Linked DNA regions of Mus musculus: region 2 is linked to region 1. Evidence: chromatin contacts called from public HiChIP or PLAC-seq data. All regions are on one chromosome and are shown on one strand. Each heading gives the region's core, a stretch centred on a gene start, on an enhancer-like site or on the middle of the called end of the contact. The rest is flanking DNA. Distances are from core to core; before and after follow the strand shown. Region 1 overlaps Mrps5 (mitochondrial ribosomal protein S5). Region 2 holds the start of Mtln (mitoregulin).

Evidence for each region. HiChIP or PLAC-seq counts read pairs in DNA pulled down with a chosen protein or histone mark.
Region 2: a contact with region 1 is called in an H3K27ac HiChIP or PLAC-seq map of embryonic stem cells, with 7 read pairs. The contact joins the promoter of Mtln here to the enhancer-like site in region 1. A contact is called at or near these places in 4 of 39 promoter capture datasets (3T3-L1-derived adipocytes, embryonic stem cells, erythroid cells and 1 more), 3 of 484 Hi-C or Micro-C datasets (embryonic stem cells and uterus), 6 of 115 datasets of contacts at active chromatin or transcription factors (bone marrow-derived macrophages and embryonic stem cells) and 2 of 9 other capture datasets (liver and pancreatic islet).

What each region holds. Positions count from the first base shown.
Region 1 is chr2:127,602,704-127,608,668 of GRCm38.p6, forward strand. Mrps5 (mitochondrial ribosomal protein S5) reads left to right here. Exons shown (of 12, transcript NM_029963.2): 12 at 926-1,283. The coding sequence ends at 1,150. Among named protein-coding and RNA genes, the nearest start is that of Mrps5, 18 kb to the left of the region's middle. Within about 2 kb of position 2,593, at least 5 of the 459 cell types and tissues checked have an H3K27ac peak or open chromatin away from gene starts, as enhancers often do. A contact at or near this core is called in embryonic stem cells, where this site is marked.
Region 2 is chr2:127,789,150-127,795,114 of GRCm38.p6, forward strand. Mtln (mitoregulin) reads right to left here and starts at 3,339. Exons shown (of 2, transcript NM_001384135.1): 1 at 2,985-3,339; 2 at 2,233-2,683. The coding sequence starts at 3,318. The coding sequence ends at 3,148.

The DNA of each region.
Region 1 (5,965 bases), core at 1,343-3,842:
CTAGCTCAGATCAGGGTGAACCCTGCATGGGTAACACAGACGATGTGTTCCTCCCGAATGGAGGGGCCCGAGGTGTTTCACCAGTCCAACAAGTAGGATTAAACTAGCAAGTGGACTTTCTTTTATCATTTGACATTTTCATTGACCAAGCATACTTTTTTGATAGAACAATGTAACTACTGACTTTTTAAATACTGAAGTTTAAACTTGAAGAAGTCCATGAAGCATTCAAAAGTTCCTTGAGTGGTGCGGTTACTCTGGTGTAGCCCTGGAAGCAAAGAGTGCCATGTCCTCCCAGAGATGGGACCCTGGGTTGCTCTCCAGTGGGGCCTGGCTCATGGTCCTTTCTCCCCTTATGGAGGGAATGGTTTGTAGCTATAAGGCTGGCTGGTAACCTGGGACTTTGGCAGATGGGTCTTCTTCCATCTTACTTGGTGGGTTGCTGTTAGGCTGAGGGAGATCTGTGTAGACACACCCTCCCGGTCCGGCTGCACGCATTTCCCAAATCGAGTCAAGTACTTACTTCACTTCCCCAAGCTGCTTCCTTTTCTTCCAAGTTTTTATTAGATATTTTCTTCATTTACATTTCAAATGCTATCCCGAAAGTTCCCTATACCCTCCCCTCGCCCTGCTCCCCTACCCACCCACTCCCACTTCTTGGCCCTGGCATTCCCCTGTACTGGGGCATATAAAGTTTGCAAGACCAAGGAGCCTCTATTCCCAGTGATGGCCAACTAGGCCATCTTCCGCTACATATGCAGCTAGAGACACGAGCTCTGGGGGTACTGGGTAGTTCATGTTGTTGTTTCCCCAAGCATCTCAGGGCTCTTGATGCTGGCTTCCTTTGAGTTGACAGAAGCCCTGACCCTTTAAGGGTCAGGTGACCTTCACAAATCTAATCTGTTCTCTGCTTGCTGTTTTCCAGGAAACCCACCAACATCTGGCGGATAAGAAGGGTCTCCACGTGGTGGAATTCCGGGAGGAATGTGGGCCTCTGCCTATCGTGGTGGCCTCCCCACATGGGGCCTTGAGTAAGGAGCCGGAGCCGGAACCTGAGGTTCCTGATACCAAGCTGGACTGGCAGGACGTGAAGGCCATGCAGGGACTGAAGCGCTCTGTGTGGTTTAATTTAAAGAGGCCTGCCACCTAAGCCTCCCGGAAGGCCAGCCCAGCCAGTGCTTGTGCTGACAGCACCCGGAGGACACGCCACTCTCACTTTTTATTTTAAAAAAAGTCCAACCTTCTTTGTTTTCAAATAAATAATTATAGATTTGTCTTACAGAGCACATGGTATATAGCTGTGTGATGGGAATGTTAGATGCAAATATCAGGAGCAATTCGTTATTTAAACTAGTAAATGTAAGTGAATTAGGACATAGCTAATAGTAGTAACATGCACAGCCATTGCTGTGACACTTAGGTCGTGTTTGTTACCGAGTCATCTGAAGATGAATGTTTTCAACTACATTTTACAGAGAAGTTGGATAGCCTGACCCGCTGAGCCACTCCCAGGCAGTTCTCCCGGCAGTTGTGTGCCGTTTCTGTCCATAAATACTGTGCCAGGCTGTGGCCTCACCCTCGGCTGTGTTTCCTGGACTCTAGGTGGTAGTGATCCCACTGTGTCTGAAGTGTGTCTCACTGTCACCTTCACTCACATGGCCCTAAAAGCAAATGCTGTTGAGTGTCCTCGTCGGCTTGTCAGGTCATGTGGCCCATTCAGGTCCTTTGTCCACTTAAAAAATTTGGGTTATTTGTGTTTTTATTATCAGCTGTAATTGCTCTTGTTGTGTAGTATAGATACAAACCTCCTGTCAGATACAACCTCAGGTCTGGGTGTTCCGTTTGTTGGTCTGCTTTGTTTTTTGTCTTCTCTGATAGACTAGTCTTATTTACCTTTAATTGGTGTTTTTTAGGTCATCAGCATAAAGTGACTGTAATGTAGTAAAGTCAGTATCTGCCAATATCAATTACACTTCTTTTTTCTCTTTTTTAGTAGTTGCTCTAGAGTTTGCTATGTATGTTTACAACGGATCCAGGTCTCTCCTAGGATCCTGCTTTGTAGCTAGTTTAGTCAGGTACCTTACAGCCATGGAGGGTTAGGTTCCTGCCCCTCCCCTCATGCCCCTGCTGCCGTTCATTCAGGCCTCATAAACCTGAGCAACACTCGTTGAGTCACTGTTGCTGTTATGGTTTTGAACAAACATCTGTTAAATCTAATAAGGAAAGTTAAAGGTTGTTTGTTTGTTTGTTTGTTTGTTTGTTTTTGTTAATGTAAGTCTGTGCTTGTGACCCCCATCTCTTCGTTGTCTTGTATCTTAGCTTACAAGGCAGGTTGATTGGAACAAAGCCCGTCGGTTGTTTGTCTGAGTCTTTGCTTAATTATAGGTCCATGAGACATCTCTTTGATAGTTGTAAGTATTTTCTCTCATACTTTCTGAGAAGTTGGGTGAATTGCTTATTTCTGCTCCTCTTTAGGTAATGTTTTCTTCTGTCTTCTTTCTCCTTTATCTTTGGTCTCTAGCAGTGAGACTATGATATGCTGAGTGTGGGTCTTACTTAGATGCACCCTCCCTCTTTTTCCTGCTGTGTACGTTTCTCTTGAGGTAGCCTCCACCTAGAAGTCCTTGTTGTGTTCAGTCTGGCAGTAAGCCCATCAGAGATGCTCCCTGCTTCGATGGCTGGCGGCATTTTGAGTGTTTTGTCTTTGTTTGTTTATTCATTGTTTGAGACTGGGTGTGATGGTTTGAATGAGAATGGCCCCATACACTCATGTATTTGAATGCTTGGTCCTGTTAATGGAACTATTTGGGAAGGGTTAGGTGTGGCCTTGTTGGAGGAGGTATGTCACTGGGGATGACCCTTGAGGTTATCTTTCTGCCTGCTGCCTATGGATCAAAATTTAAAGCTTTCAGCTCCATACCTGCTGCCTGGTACCATGCTTCCTGCCATGATGATAATGAACTAACCTTCTGAAAGTATAAAGAAGGCTCTAAGTCAATGCTGTCTTTTATCAGAGTTGCCTTGGTCACGGTGTCTCTTCACAGCAGTAGAATAGTGACTAAAACCTAACTTTCCATGTGGCCAGGGTTGATCCTTCTGCTAAGTGTTATGATAACTTGATGAGCCAGTATGCTCCACTTAGTATCAGACATCTTTTTTCTGCTTACAGTACCAGAGATAGAGCGAGCCCAGGATCTTGGACGAGCTAGACAAGTGCTCTGCCACCGAAGCACACCCCTGGCATGTTTTTGATTCTTTCATAGACTCACCCTGTCTGTGTACTTTACAGTCTGTTCCTTGGTATTGTCTGTTCCCCTGTAACATTAATCTTAGTGGTGCTGAACATTCCTGGGGTGGTGACTGTGACAGCCACTCCTGCTGTGTCTCAGGCCTGCTTCGTTCAGACTGCACCTTTGCTTCCCGTGTGCCTGTCACTGTTGCTGGGAGCTGGACATGATGTACTGGGTAAGGAGCTGAGGAAGTAGGTGGTTAGTGATGGAACAGGGGAGACAGGGGGGTGGGACGTTTTCTGTGGTGATGGGATTAGACCCCGGTCTTCTGGTGAGCCTGTTACTGGGTGCTTCTCGGTTCTACCCCGTAGGTACTAGAGGAGTCCCTATCCCCCGAGTCACACAGTCTAATAAACCAACAGTGATTTAGTGTGCCTAAGCACTTTCTCTTCACCTGCCTAGTATATTCCCCTGCACATACACACATACTCTCAAAGGAAATTTTTTTTCTAGAGCTATATTATTCATGGCTATAAATAGAAGCTAATTGCTAAGAAAGAAATGCCTCTAAGTTAGAGACATTGGAAACATCTAAGACTTTTCTATTTAAGTAGAATCTACAGGAAAATAGTTGGGTCTGGTAGTGCTGGGTGTGAATGCAGAACCTTTTATTCTCCATTGAGCTGTGTCCCCAGAACTCTCGTTATTTTTGAAATTTTATTTTTGTCCTAAAAAAAGCGATGAGCTTTACTGATCTCTCTTCTATTAGCCTAATTTGTTTTTTTTTTATACCCAATACTCTTATCTTTTTAAAATGTCATTTTTCCAAATTATTGACAACCACATTGACATTGGGGGGAAAAACTATTTGAGAATAAAAAATGTTTGGCATCTAATTGTCTTCCAATAACTTGGCAATAAAATGAAAAGTGAAGTAGAAGTTTGCCTTGAGAGCAAGGCCTCGTCACTAAGAGCACCGTGTTTCCAAGGATGCTTTTGCTCCTCCCCCCAGAAGCATGGCGATCCTGTTGAGCTGGCGGTAGAACTCGAATGTGGAGGCCCACCCTGTGACTTTACAGCCTAGCTCGTCAGCACAGCCTCTAGCAACCCTTCTCTACCTTGCAAAGACATCAGAGAAATGTACCTAGGAGTAACAAAGCAAAAGTGTAGAGATGGCCAGGTAAACAGACCATCGATGCCCTGTCCTCAGGAGGCATTGATGTATCCGGACCATCCATTACTTAACAGTGAAAGGAACTAGAGAGTGATACTTAGCAGAATAATTGTGTTAAGGGAAAGAAGCCAGGCTTCCTTAAAACGAGATGTGAAAGTTTCCAGAAGTACAAACTATAGTAGTAGGAATGGTTGTGTAGGGATGGAAGAGGGTGTTCCTGAGGGGCGTGAAGTGGCTTTTGAGGTGGTAGATGTCATAGTGGTGTGGTAGTTTCACAGTGTGTACAAACATCAAAACTCCCAAGAGTATACTTTAAACATGCTGTTGAAAGGGGTCTTAGCTTGGGCTCTTAACCCTCCCTCCAAGAATGGAGAGGGCAGACAACAAAGGGTGAGTAGTCAGAGGTGACCTTTTATTGGCCAGTCAGTAACAAAGCAGATCAAAAAGTAGATATTCTGAGCTTGTCTAGGGTCACAGGAGGGGAGCTGGGAGGTTTCCATTGTGGGAACTCCAGCCTCAGCTAGCTTCTGGCTGTCAGGGAGAGACTGTCAATAAACGTTAGGATTCTAAGCTCTTGGGGCAGGGTCTCTGCACGCTAGGTGACCATGCAGAATATAGGCCCCTGGTCCCTGGGAAATGCAGAAGTCCGGGGCCCTGTCCCACATGTGGAGGAGTTGCAGTATCTAGCAGGAGTGGGTGCCAGTTCCTCCTGAAGGTGGCAGATCTACAAGTCCGACTTGGGGGAGGGGGGCCAGGAGCATCTTCCCTGGGAGCCAGACTGAAAAACTTTCTCTATCCCCAGCTAGGACTCAGCAGAGAAGTGATGTTCCTCATTACATAGTGCCTTGTGGGGCCCTGCTTGCAAGTGAAATGTAAATTAGGAGAGAGTATCAAACCAAAGAGGGGAAAGAAAAGGCCGGGCAAACCTGAGTCTCCTTGAGGCCTGGGAAATGGACATGCCCTGCAGAGGTTTGTGGGTACCAAAGGCAGTCTGCTGTGTTCAGGAGTTTTTGCATGGGTTTTGTGCTGGTTGGGCTAAAAGCTTCATTCCCTGGCTGTTAAAGGGGGCAGCTCCTATCTTTGGTGGGGTGGGTCCAATCTGACTGCAGTCTGTCAAAGAAAAGCTCTGGGTTTGCAGTTGCTTTGGAGGTCTGATAGATTGCCTTAGCACCCAGGTGTCTGCACCTGGGCTGTTGTGGAGCTCAGACAGATGTTGGGGGACTCCTGAAGCTCTAACCAGCTAGGAGAGTGGACTCTTTAATTAATTAAATTGCATTTGTTGTTTTTAAGGTTCCAAGCACTAGAGGGCAGAGTTCCTCAAATAGTTCTGTTCCCTTTTGGACTGCTCCCATGTAGACAGTCACTGAGATGTGCAGTTTGAAGTGGCTGTCTACTAGAGAGTGGATTGTTCTTTCAAATGCAGGACACCAATTCCATTTAAACATCCACTTTGCAAATGCTGTCGTGGAAGAATCACGCGTGCTTTCTTCATGAGGTGTGGGTGTGTTTCTGGCATCTTCCAAGCCACAGATTACCAGGTTCAAACAGCTTTGTCTAATTT
Region 2 (5,965 bases), core at 2,089-4,588, 190 kb after region 1:
AAACTAATCTTCAAAAATAGTTCTAGTATGGAAAACCTTAGCTATGAGAGCTTTCCCTTGGCATTTGTGGGACTCGATTTCGCTGCACGTTCACTCTGAAGGTGGTTTTATTGTTAGTCTCATGGTGTAGCCCTGAATTCACAGAAATCCGCGGGCCTCTCTGCCTCCCTAGTACTGGGCTTAAACGTATGTGCTATCACACTTGGCCCAGAGACGGTTTTAAAATCTTGCCATTTGGGGGTATTGCTGAAGTGTCTCTCGAAAATTTTCATGTGGTAAATCCTCAATTCTTTGGGGGTGCTGATTCTGCCATGTGGGACAAGCCTGCGGGCAAATAGATTTCTCAAGAGCCCCAGTTTTCTTTTCACTCTCAGGAGACAGCCCTCTAAATCCAATACCCAAACTCGACAGCAACCTTGGATTTAAGAATGGTGATGGTCCAAGCTCACCACTGGATAGAGCTGGTATACTATTGCCAAGGTATCTATTATTGTGACTCCTGACTCCCAATTTCAATGGGCAAAGTACCGTGTCCATGGAAGACTTTTCTGGTGGGGGGATGGGGGGGGAGGAGAGTATTTGGTTTCGGACGGGGAAACCAGGGACCACGAAACCCCTGCCTTGTTCTCCAAGAACACTGGTCACTGAACTTACTTCAGGGAAACCTGGGAAGGAACTGAAGTGCGTATTTTACATATCAAAGCAGACCGGGTCTCCAGATTCTTCCAGCATCCCTCAGCCCTTATCGAACATACCCTGACCCTTAAACTTTACAGCCCAGGTGCTGGTCTGACCTTCCCCCCTGAGGCTCTTCCCTAAGTAATCCAGAGGTTTTGGTCTCTCCCTCTACCGGCAACCTTTCTCTTTCTCTTTCCCCTCCCCAACTTCTCTCTTCCTACTGTCATTTCTCTGGCCTTGGTCCTTTGGGTCATTGAACTCACTAATCTGGCTTGAATTGGCTCATTTCACCGGTGGAGAAATAACTTATCAGAGGGAACTTCATATAGTTAAGTAGGAGGGTAGAAGGAAAAGAAATGTCCAGGGGAATGGTCCACTACAAAGCTAGGGACACACAGGACATACAAACAGGTAGTAGTAGTAGAGAGCAAGGGCATAGGGCACCTACATGTTTAGAGCAGGATGCTAGAAGTGACTTAGAAAAGGATGAACATAGCCGGATGCTGCACTTAAGCAATGAGACGAGGGCTGCTGACATGGCTCCGTTTTTAAGATTATTGACTGCTCTTGCTCAGGACCTAGGTCCAGTTCCCAGGAACCAGCTTGTAATTGCCTTATAACTCCAGTTCTAGGGGATGTGACACTTTTCTCTGGCCTCTGCAAGTACCAAGTAGGCATCTATGTGGTACACAGACATGCATGCAGACAAAACACAAAACATTCAAACTCATAAAAAAAAATCATAAAACAAACGAAAACCTAAAACAGCACAAATACCTGGTCTTCCAGGAACAGCCCAGAGGCGGAGCTAGTCCAGCCACAAGTCAATTTAACCCCAAGTTTTCAGTTTAGGACAAAATGTACTTCAAAAAACCTATCCCAACTAAGCCTCAATAAATGATGTTGACAACAGAGCTGACCCTGCTCTGGGGCTGGAGATGGATCACCTGGGAAAATGCCTACTGCACATGCATGAAGATCTGGCTTAAACACCCAGCACCCATGTAAAAACCTGGGGTGGAATGGGGCAATCTGTAACAGTAGTTACAGGACCAAGACTTTGGATTCTCAGAACCCACAGTGGAAGTAGCAGTCTCCAGGACAAACTTCCAGTCTACACCTACATACACATCACACATGCACTCACACACACGTGGACATATATTCAGTACACACACTACACATACAAGAGAAGAAGAAAAGGTGAAGAACAGTCCAGGAAGGCACTGATGCTGACCTCTGGTCCCCACACAACTGCCCACCGCCACCACCCACAGGCAGATAAGAACCCTATTCTACCTCAAAGATCTTCACCTAGTTCTCAGTGAGGAATGCTGACTAGAAAGCTTCAGCCAACTAAAGCCCAGACAGGATGGCTCTCTGAAAACTGGCGTTTCAGCCCTTGCTGGATTCATAGAATAAGATCTAAGTCACATATAAGGCTCAATAATCCTAGGAAAATGGGCCATGGTGTTTCCCTGGAGAACAAACTGATTTTCTTAAAAATGTAGACAATGCGTCAGAAATACATCTTATAAATAACCAAGGCTTTGGTCACTTGATAGGACTGGCATTTATCTTTAAGCTTACTCAACAGTTTCTCTTTCACATATATATTCCGTTATATCACATGCATTATTTTTTTTAATTTTAGTTTTTTTACTCTCTACATTCTTCAAAGTGCAAATATCTTGCATTTGTAATGCTTAATTCAGGCATTTGACACAGCTCCTAGGTTTTCTGAATATGTCTAGAAAAATGACTCATAATGGTCCGTTGATCAGATCTGCCTCCAGGCTGTACCAAGGTGAGATTCCATCAGAAAGTCTCTGCTTTCAGGCTCCAAATCTCTTACTGCAGCAAACTGAATGGTAGGCAAAAATACTGCTTTCTTTTGTGAGGAGGAAAAAGATTCAAAGATGTTTAATTTTTTATTTTAAAAATAGATTCATAAAGTGCAAGAAATTATTTCTCTCCAGTGCTTTTTATTTTCATCTTCGACAAGCTGTTGAAAAACAGTAAGAAAAAAAAATCAGTAACACAGTAGTATCTTTAACTTCAAATTTCTGTACTGTGATCGCAAACCATGAACTAAGAGAAGAAAACTATAGGACTGAAGAATAACTATGATGAAACGCAAAGCTCCTGCCATCCACGTTAAAAAGCCACTGTGGACCCTATGAATGTGGAGGCTGGGCGTGAAATGACTCCCTCCCCCATTTCGAAGTTAAATGTTAAGGTGTAACTGCATCGCACGTGGTAAAACATTCCCATTAAATACCCTCAGCAAACTGAGCTGTTAATACCTGAAAGTAAGTTGTTAGAGAAGACAAAACTATTTTCTTTCTGAAGCAAGCCATGTTCTTGCAAGCCGTGCAAGGACGACTCCTGGGTCGCGCGGCTCCCACGATCCGGGCTGCGTTGGGCTTAGGGAGTGAGAACCCGGCGGACTCGGGCTGCAGCGCGTGCTCAGGCCAGGTCCAGCTTTTTCTGAGTCGTTGCCAGCTTGTCCTGCAGCCTCCGCTTCCTCCAGTCTAGGTAACGCCTCCGCAGCCGATTCGCTTGCCAGCCCAGGACCACTCCAGAGGCGAAAGCCACTAGCACGGACACCTGCAGCGTCCTCTCAGACACGTCCGCCATTGCAACCACTCAGCACAAAGTAGAGTGAGCTACGGATTGGCGCAAGGATCAGATGCCACAGCGCTCGCTTGAGGCCCGCTCTGAGTCTGCGCGAGGAAAGGACAGGAAAGGAAGCAGAGTTCCCTGACTCTTAGATCAGGAGTCTTAACTGTGATGTGAGATGGTCTTGGTTTCTGATGGGCTCCGCGTTTCTTCTACATTTCTTGTTTGACATTAGTCAGATATTCACTTGCATCATACCCGAAGTGTTATCTACTATTGTTCGTTTTTGTTTTGTTTTGTTTCTTTCTTTTTGGTTTTTCGAGACAGGGTTTCTCTGTATAGCCCTGGCTGTCCTGGAACTCACTTTGTAGACCAGGCTGGCCTCGAACTCAGAAATCCGCCTGCCTCTGCCTCCCAAGTGCTGGAACGCCTGCGCCACCACGCCCGGCTTTGTTCGTTTTTCTTATCTAAGCTTTCTGGTAACTCGATTTTAAAATAAACAAATAGAGAAAAAAACTTAATAACACTTAAAAAGAACAAATTTAGATGAAATGGTCTTTAATACGTTTTCTCTTACCCCAGTATACAGGGTATTTTAATATATAATCTTCCAAGTTACTAGTGTCAATGCAATAGCCACAGCTCTCATCAATGGAATAAAAAGTGGACATTGTCAGACCAATGACCTTTAAGTACTTAAAAAAGAGAAGCAGCAGCGGTCGCCATCTTGGTCTGAGACCCGCCGAACTTAGGAAATTAGTCTGAACAGGTGAGAGGGTGCGCCAGAGAACCTGACAGCTTCTAGAACAGGCGGAAGCACAGAGGCGCTGAGGCAGCACCCTGTGTGGGCCGGGGACAGCCGGCCACCTTCCGGACCGGAGGACAGGTGCCCACCCGGCTGGGGAGGCGACCTAAGCCACAGCAGCAGCGGTCGCCATCTTGGTCCGGGACCCGCCGAACTTAGGAAATTAGTCTGAACAGGTGAGAGGGTGCGCCAGAGAACCTGACAGCTTCTAGAACAGGCGGAAGCACAGAGGCGCTGAGGCAGCACCCTTTGTGGGCCGGGGACAGCCGGCCACCGTCCGGACCGGAGGACAGGTGCCCGCCCGGCTGGGGAGGCGGCCTAAGCCACAGCAGCAGCGGTCGCCATCTTGGTCCGGGACCCGCCGAACTTAGGAAATTAGTCTGAACAGGTGAGAGGGTGCGCCAGAGAACCTGACAGCCTCTGGAACAGGCAGAAGCACAGAGGGGCTGAGGCAGCACCCTGTGTGGGCCGGGGACAGCCAGCCACCTTCCGGACCGGAGGACAGGTGCCCGCCCGGCTGGGGAGGCGACCTAAGCCACAGCAGCAGCGGTCGCCATCTTGGTCCGGGACCCGCCGAACTTAGGAAATTAGTCTGAACAGGTGAGAGGGTGCGCCAGAGAACCTGACAGCTTCTGGAACAGGCGGAAGCACAGAGGCGCTGAGGCAGCACCCTTTGTGGGCCGGGGACAGCCGGCCACCGTCCGGACCGGAGGACAGGTGCCCGCCCGGCTGGGGAGGCGGCCTAAGCCACAGCAGCAGCGGTCGCCATCTTGGTCCCGGGACTCCAAGGAACTTAGGAATTTAGTCTGCTTAGGTGAGAGTCTGTACCACCTGGGAACTGCCAAAGCAACACAGTGTCTGAGAAAGGTCCTGTTTTGGGCCTTCTTCTTCGGCCAGGAGGAGGTCCAAATACAAGATATCTGCGCACCTTCCCTGTAAGAGAGCTTGCCAGCAGAGAGTGCTCTGAGCACTGAAACTCAGAGGAGAGAATCTGTCTCCCAGGTCTGCTGATAGACGGTAACAGAATCACCAGAAGAACAATCTCTAAACAGAGTCAACTATAACTACTAACTCCAGAGATTACCAGATGGCGAAAGGTAAACGGAGGAATCTTACTAACAGGAACCAAGACCACTCACCATCACCAGAACCCAGCACACCCACTTCGCCCAGTCCAGGGAACCCCAACACACCCGAGAACCTAGACCTAGATTTAAAAGCATATCTCATGATGATGGTAGAGGACATCAAGAAGGACTTTAATAAATCACTTAAAGAAATACAGGAGAACACTGCTAAAGAGTTACAAGTCCTTAAAGAAAAACAGGAAAACACAATCAAACAGGTAGAAGTCCTTACAGAAAAAGAGGAAAAAACATACAAACAGGTGATGGAAATGAACAAAACCATACTAGACCTAAAAAGGGAAGTAGACACAATAAAGAAAACTCAAAGCGAGGCAACACTAGAGATAGAAACCCTAGGAAAGAAATCTGGAACCATAGATTTGAGCATCAGCAACAGAATACAAGAGATGGAAGAGAGAATCTCAGGTGCAGAAGATTCCATAGAGAACATTGGCACAACAATCAAAGAAAATGGAAAATGCAAAAAGATCCTAACTCAAAATATCCAGGAAATCCAGGACACAATAAGAAGACCAAACGTACGGATAATAGGAGTGGATGAGAATGAAGATTTTCAACTCAAAGGTCCAGCAAACATCTTCAACAAAATTATTGAAGAAAACTTCCCAAATCTAAAGAATGAGATGCATATGAACATACAAGAAGCCTACAGAACTCCAAATAGACTGGACCAGAAAAGAAATTCCTCCCGACACATAATAATCAGAACATC